2 separate regions of the Sus scrofa genome follow, and region 2 is linked to region 1. A link is a contact called in public promoter capture Hi-C data. All regions are on one chromosome and are shown on one strand. Each heading gives the region's core, a stretch centred on a gene start, on an enhancer-like site or on the middle of the called end of the contact. The rest is flanking DNA. Distances are from core to core; before and after follow the strand shown. Region 1 holds the start of SRP9 (signal recognition particle 9 kDa protein). Region 2 holds the start of PYCR2 (pyrroline-5-carboxylate reductase 2).

What was found. Promoter capture Hi-C pulls out the DNA fragments that hold promoters and counts their contacts.
Region 2: a contact with region 1 is called in a promoter capture Hi-C map of fetal liver, with 2.4 times the contacts expected there. The contact joins the promoter of PYCR2 here to the promoter of SRP9 in region 1. A contact is called at or near these places in 2 of 5 promoter capture datasets (fetal liver and liver), 3 of 47 Hi-C or Micro-C datasets (embryonic fibroblasts, epiblast stem cells and fetal skeletal muscle) and 1 of 2 datasets of contacts at active chromatin or transcription factors (skeletal muscle).

The regions. Positions count from the first base shown.
Region 1 is chr10:13,710,021-13,713,132 of Sscrofa11.1, forward strand. SRP9 (signal recognition particle 9 kDa protein) reads left to right here and starts at 1,518. Exons shown (of 3, transcript XM_003130540.6): 1 at 1,518-1,741. The coding sequence starts at 1,670.
Region 2 is chr10:13,844,220-13,847,331 of Sscrofa11.1, forward strand. It overlaps PYCR2 (pyrroline-5-carboxylate reductase 2), which reads right to left and starts at 1,681. Exons shown (of 7, transcript XM_021064411.1): 1 at 1,434-1,681; 2 at 1,111-1,240. The coding sequence starts at 1,140.

The DNA.
Region 1 (3,112 bases), core at 268-2,767:
ACCCAGCTAAGCTACCAGACATCTGCACCTCGATAGCCCAAGGATACTTCAAACTCATCACATCCAGAACAGAACTCATTGTCCTCCCCAATCTCCCCAAACCTGTTCTTCCTTTTCCCCTGTATCAGTCAATGGCCTCCCCACCTTCCCTGGCCTGAGAGGCATTCTACTCTTTCCTCACCTGTGTACCCCACATCATTCATGACATAAATCTCAAAATGGCATCCTCTTCTCCATTCCTAAACTAGTGCCTTAATTCAGATCCACAGCTCTTAAGTCTGTATTATTATTATTATTATTTCTTTTTAGGGACACACCCATGGCATATGGAGGTTCCTGTAGCTGCTGGCCTACACCACAGCTCATGGCAATGCCAGATCCTTAACCCACTGAACAAGGCCAGGAATTGAAGCTGTGTCCTAATGGATGTTAGTCAGATTTCCACTGAGCCACACTGGGAACTCCTCCTCTTTTTGCCTATATTATTGCATGAGCATCTTAGGAGGTCTCCTTGCCTCCAGGCTTGCACCACTTCACCTCAGTCTTTGTGTGCAGCCAGAGCCGGATAAAATGCAAATCTGCTTAAAGCCCTTCCATGGACAGGAAAACTAATCTATGGTAGCAGAAAGCAGATCAGTGAGTGGGGGCAGCTGTGAGGGTGGTGGGATTGAATATAAAGAAGCATAAGGGAGCTTTCTGGAGATGAAGAGATGTTCTGTATCTTGATTATGACATATAGGCATATACCCAATGGGAATATATAAATATATTTTTCAAAAATGCATCAGCCTATATGCTTAAAATTAGTATGTTTTATTACATAAAATATACTTCAATAAACTTGATTAAGGAAAAACACCCTTCTGATCACTCCATTACTTAGAGAACAGAGTTCAAATTTCTTCTCCTGGCTTAAGTGACGACATGATTCCTTCCATTGATTCTTCCCTTCCCCCACCCCGCAAACACTCCTCACATTAAATACTCTACAAACCTCAAACGGGCCTAGATGTCTTGGCCGGCCTGGACTACCTGTTATAGAACATCCACCATGTTTATCAAGATTCAGCCTGCACCAACATCATTAGCGATCCCTCCACCCACACGTGATCATCCTTCCTTTGTGTTCCGATGTCCCGAAACAAATGTCTATCATATAAAGTCTTTGGCTGCATTCTTGTGCTTATGTCTCATTTCCCTTTTACTAAGCTGTAGGTGTGACAGCTGCACCCTATCATCTTCGTTTTTGCAGCTCCAGCGCTTTTCACTGAGCCGCTCAATCTTTGCAGAAGGAACCTGGGCTTTAGAAGAGCTGGTCAGCCCAAAAGACTGCGGGACAGACCCTCCCACTGCTCCTCCAGTCCTATAGAGGGCGCTGTGGTGGCCTCCGTCATCGCTCTGCTCTCAACTCCTCGGGGCCAGCTCTCAGAGCCGTATGCTCGGGGCTCCGCCTCCTCCTGGGCAATATCCCTCCTTCCCATTGGGCGAGGGCAGTCCGGACCGCCCAATGGAGCGAGGCGTTGGTGCGAGGAGGGGCCACCATCTTTGAGCGGTTGGGCCCCTGCCTCGGTGAGTGGCTGCGGGAGGCAGGGAGGTAGGTGGGCCACGGAGTATAGCCGCGCCTCGGGTCTTCAGCGGTGCGTGTCAACTGTGCCCCCGCGGACCCACGATGCCGCAGTACCAGACTTGGGAGGAGTTCAGCCGCGCGGCCGAGAAACTCTACCTCGCTGACCCCATGAAGGTAAATCGCTGGCGGGGTCTGTGCATCTGTCTCTGGGTCAGGATGGCTTTTTTCCCCGCCGCTCGGCCTCCGGAGCTTCTCCAGCTACTTAGGAGGTGCTGAGAGTGAGGAGAGACGGACCCCGCCAAGTGTGATTGTTTCTTCCGTCTCCTCCCTTATTAACGCCCCCAGGAAGCCCGGAAACCGGCAAAATCAGGGGTCATTTCAGGGCTTTTAGGAAGACGCCGCCCGAAATCCCTGAACTTAACCTCGATGGTCGCGGGTTTACGTGTCTCTAAGGGCGGGGCTCCTCCCCCTACTGGTTCAACCTTCTGTCCCTTAGTGTCTTAGTGCCCTTTTCCGGTATCACCTCGTATAAGAAAAAACGGTGATGTTTTTCTGCGACAGCAGAGAAGTTGTTGAAAGACCTCAATTTGGAGGTGTCTATAGCCCTTAGAAAGGCGGCTGTAGGTCACTTTGCTGTACAGCAGAAATTGACAGAATATTGTAAATCAACTGTAATAAATTTTTTTTTAAGTGGCTCTAAATTTTTTGGAAGTCAGTGCCCTCGTGAGAACATGAGAATGCTTGCACGCTTTCCTCAGAAAAGTGCACTTATACGTAAATGTTTGTAAATAACTGGGAGGTTCAAGGATCCCTGTAATTCATGGCCCCCACCAAAAAGTAAGCGGATCCCAGAGGTTTGCTTATTATTAAAGAGCAAAGAAGTCACAAGACGGACAGTTTAGCATTTGGGTCCTGATTTTTCTTCCTGTTGAGTTTTATTATCATCTAAATGCTAGTTGAAGCCGCTCCTCAATTAAAAATCTTGTTTGCTTTTTAGACCTAGGTAAGTAACAGGTGCTATAAAACATTCTTAGTTCCATTCTTTGCAATAAAATGATGTAATAATAAATGATGAAATGAGTTAGATATTATTGAAATTGAGTACTTTGTTTATGACACAATTTCTAGTTCCTCCATTTGGTTGATTTCCTTTGCTCATAGGGCCGTTTGTTTCTTTGTTCAAGCAGTGTACCATGAGGACAGTACAAGATTTTTGTCCAGAAGTACCCAGTGTAAACTGAAAATATTTGAAAAGATAGTAAAGAACATACAAATTCACATCGAGAGGAATCATTTTAAGAATGTGGTCATAATGGCAGGGAAAATGAAAATCAAATGGTAATTACAGAGCATTGCTGAGAATAAAGCCTAGTATAGGCAGGGAACCTTTGGGCTCTTTATCCATTCAGAAAATCCCAGTGGCCAAAAAATTTATGCCTCCTCATAATATCCTTCCACTGGTTTTTGGCTGATTTTTTTTTTTTTTTTTTTTTTTTTTTGTCTTTTGTCTTTTTGTTGTTGTTGTTGCTATTTCTTGGGCCGCTC
Region 2 (3,112 bases), core at 431-2,930, 130 kb after region 1:
CCCTCAATGGCACAAAGTTTTCCACTGTGGCTCCTGGGCAAGTGAGCACACAGATGCTAGATCTGGACAAGCTTCTCCATGGCAACCAGCAAATCCCTGTCCCCCATCCCTTCCACTTCTCTGCACTCAATCCCTCTGCCAGGTAAGGCAGCTCCATGGCTGGAAAGGGGCAAAGGGAAAGCTGAAATGCCAGTGCCCGATGGTCAGAAGCAGGACCCTATCCTAACACTGGATAGGTCATCCCACTGCAAGGTCCAGGGGTGGGCTGCCTGATGCCCATCCCTTTAAAACTCCAAACTCAGTATCAGGGCCCTCCAGTGCTAGTAAAGTTGGCCACCCCAGGCACAGACACTGCCTGTCCCCCATTACACATTCTCTCCCACACCGCCCAGATTTGGGGTGAAGACTTGGGATGCTCTTTTTTTCTTCTTCTTCTTTTTAAGGTCACAGGTGCAGCATATGGAGGCTCCCAGGCTGGAGGTAGAATCGGAGCTGCAGCTGCTGGCCTACGCCACAGCCACAAGGGATCCAAGCTGCATCTGCAACCTACACCACAGCTCACAGCAACACCAGACCCTTAACCCACTGAGCGAGGCCAGGGATCAAATCCACATCCTCATGGATACTATGCCAACACAGTAAACGGCTGAGCCACAATGGGAATTCCAGGATGTTCTTTTTTTAGAGAAAGGAACGACTAATTTGCCAGGTTCTTTCCCAACAGGCTCACTTATGCCTCAGAATAGCTCAGCAAGTGGCTGCTGTGGTCTCCATTTATAAATGAGGAAACTGAGGCCCAGAGTAGCCAAGTAGCTTAAGGCCACTTGATGAAGGAAAGTGAGTATTTTATTGGGTACCTACTAGGTGTCAGGTACTTTCCACACATTAAAACCTGAATTAACCTTCTCACAACCCCAGTGTCTGAATTTGAACCCAAGTCTGTGTCTGCGGCTCCCACCACCCTGAACTGCCCCAAGGAAGACGGAAATTTGTCATGCTCCCAGAGGGAAGCTCAGTGCGCGGCCGTGGACCAGCACAGAGTCTCAGCTCATGAGGCCATCCTTGCCCTGGGCCTCCACCCTCTTTCCAACATCCTTCTGCCCCACCTACCCTGAGCGCGGCCACCGTGGGCAGGTCCATTTCCGGGGAGCTGGCTATTATCTTGTGAGCCGACAGGATGCCTGCAGAAGGTAAGGCTTTTTAACTGAGGGTCCCGGTCTATCCCGTTCCCATGCGTTCCCTGGGAAAGCAGAATCAAAACCTACAACACTCCGTTGTGGAGACGGTTGCTGGCGTTCTCCTCCTCTCAATCGCTTTTGCAGGCTTAAGAGGAGTCTCTTCTTCCCCAGCAGATGCAAATTCCCCTTTCTTCAATCATTCACGTTCACCGCCTAAGCTACGAACCGCCCGCGCGGCCGCCTCCACACGCTCACCTGCAGCCGTGAAGCCCCGCGCCAGGGCGCAGGCCAGCTGGCCGGCGCCGATGAAGCCCACGCTCATGGTTCGCTCCGCGTCTGCCGAGCAGCCTGGGGAGTCCGCGCAGCGAGGAAAGGCGAAAAGCGGAGAACTGAGCGGGCGACGCGCCCCGGAGCCGGATTCTGGGGGTAGGCGGCAACTTCCGGGACGAGTCCCCCAGCCGACTCCTCACTCCCTCATTCTGGGACCGCGCCGCAGGGCCCCACGTGGCCACGCCCCGCCGGAGCGGCCAATCCGCAAGCCGGGACGGAACCTTATGCCCGCCTCCTGCTCACGGGAATGTCAGGCGGAACCTAGGACCCTGCGCGCGAAGCCGAGATCTCAGCTGGCCTGGGCCTGGCCCCCACCCCAGGGCTTTCGGGACCCGCCCCTGGCTCGAGGCTGAAGCCAGGCGGAGGTCTGTCTAGTTATACCTGGTGCTGGCCGTCAGCTGCCCCCAATGCGCAAGAGGAATTCTCCAGGTTGCTGATTTGAGGGGATGAATGTGGAGCGTGGAGACCTGAGGGCTCCAAGCCAGGCTCCTCTGTGCGCCGGGGGATTATCTGGCTTGGAGCTGGCCTGGGGGCCGCCGCGGTTTTTCACTTGAATTTGCGTGGTTCAAGCTATTGGTTTTAACTAGACTGCAGATAGGATCAGTTCTTCTGCGCAGAAAATGATGCGCTCCTTAGGACCTGACTAAAGTACCCCTCAATCTCCGCTACTTTCAAAAGTTCCACAAATGTGATGTTTACTTTTCATCAGTAGTAAATATAAGTATTAAGGGATCAGGTGACAAAAAAAGAGAGGAAGGAGGTGGCGTCTTACAGAGTCAGAAGAGCCAGAGAGGCCATTAGTAGGTCAGAGCCTATCAGTTTTTCTACAGTTCTTTCCCTGTAATCCACACCCATACCCCCAGCAGTGGGCTATTTTCTGCAATTTTTCTCTAGTTGATCACATTCCTGGACAAGTCCCTAGTTCTTGAGTTTCTGCACCCTTAAAAGTGAGTACTGGAGTTCCCCCTCGTGGCTCAGTGGTTAACGAACCCGACTAGTAACCATGACTTTGTGGGTTCAATCTCTGGCGTCGCTCAGTGGGTTAAGGATCTGGTGTTGCTGTGGCTGTGGTGTAGGCTGGCAGCTACAGCTCTGATTCAACCCCTAGCCTGGGAACCTCCATGTGCCACAGGTGCGGCCCTCAAAAGACCAAAAAAAAGAGTACTAAATATTTAGAATTAAGCAAAATTAAATTTTTTATAACTTTCTCTGATTACAGAAGTTAATACATGCATATGGAGAAAAATTTGGAAAATATAAAAAGAAATTCAAAATCACCCACGGTCATACTTCCTAAGGATAATTTCTTGCAGATATTTTCGATGTTATTTCCTTACATATTATTTTCTATGCATACATACTTTTCCATCGTTGGAAATGAATGATATACCTATGGTTTTGAAAATTCTTCACTAGATACACAAATATTTTCCAGTGTCACTGAAAAGTTATTTAAAGCAAGATTTTAGTATAGGTCCCTCCAGGCTCAGCAGATTAAGGATCTGGTGTTGTCATGGTTACAGCTGGTGGCTCAGGTTTGATCCCTGGCCCAGGAACCTCTTCATGCCTCGGGCTTGGCCAAAAAATAAAAAATAAAACAAGAT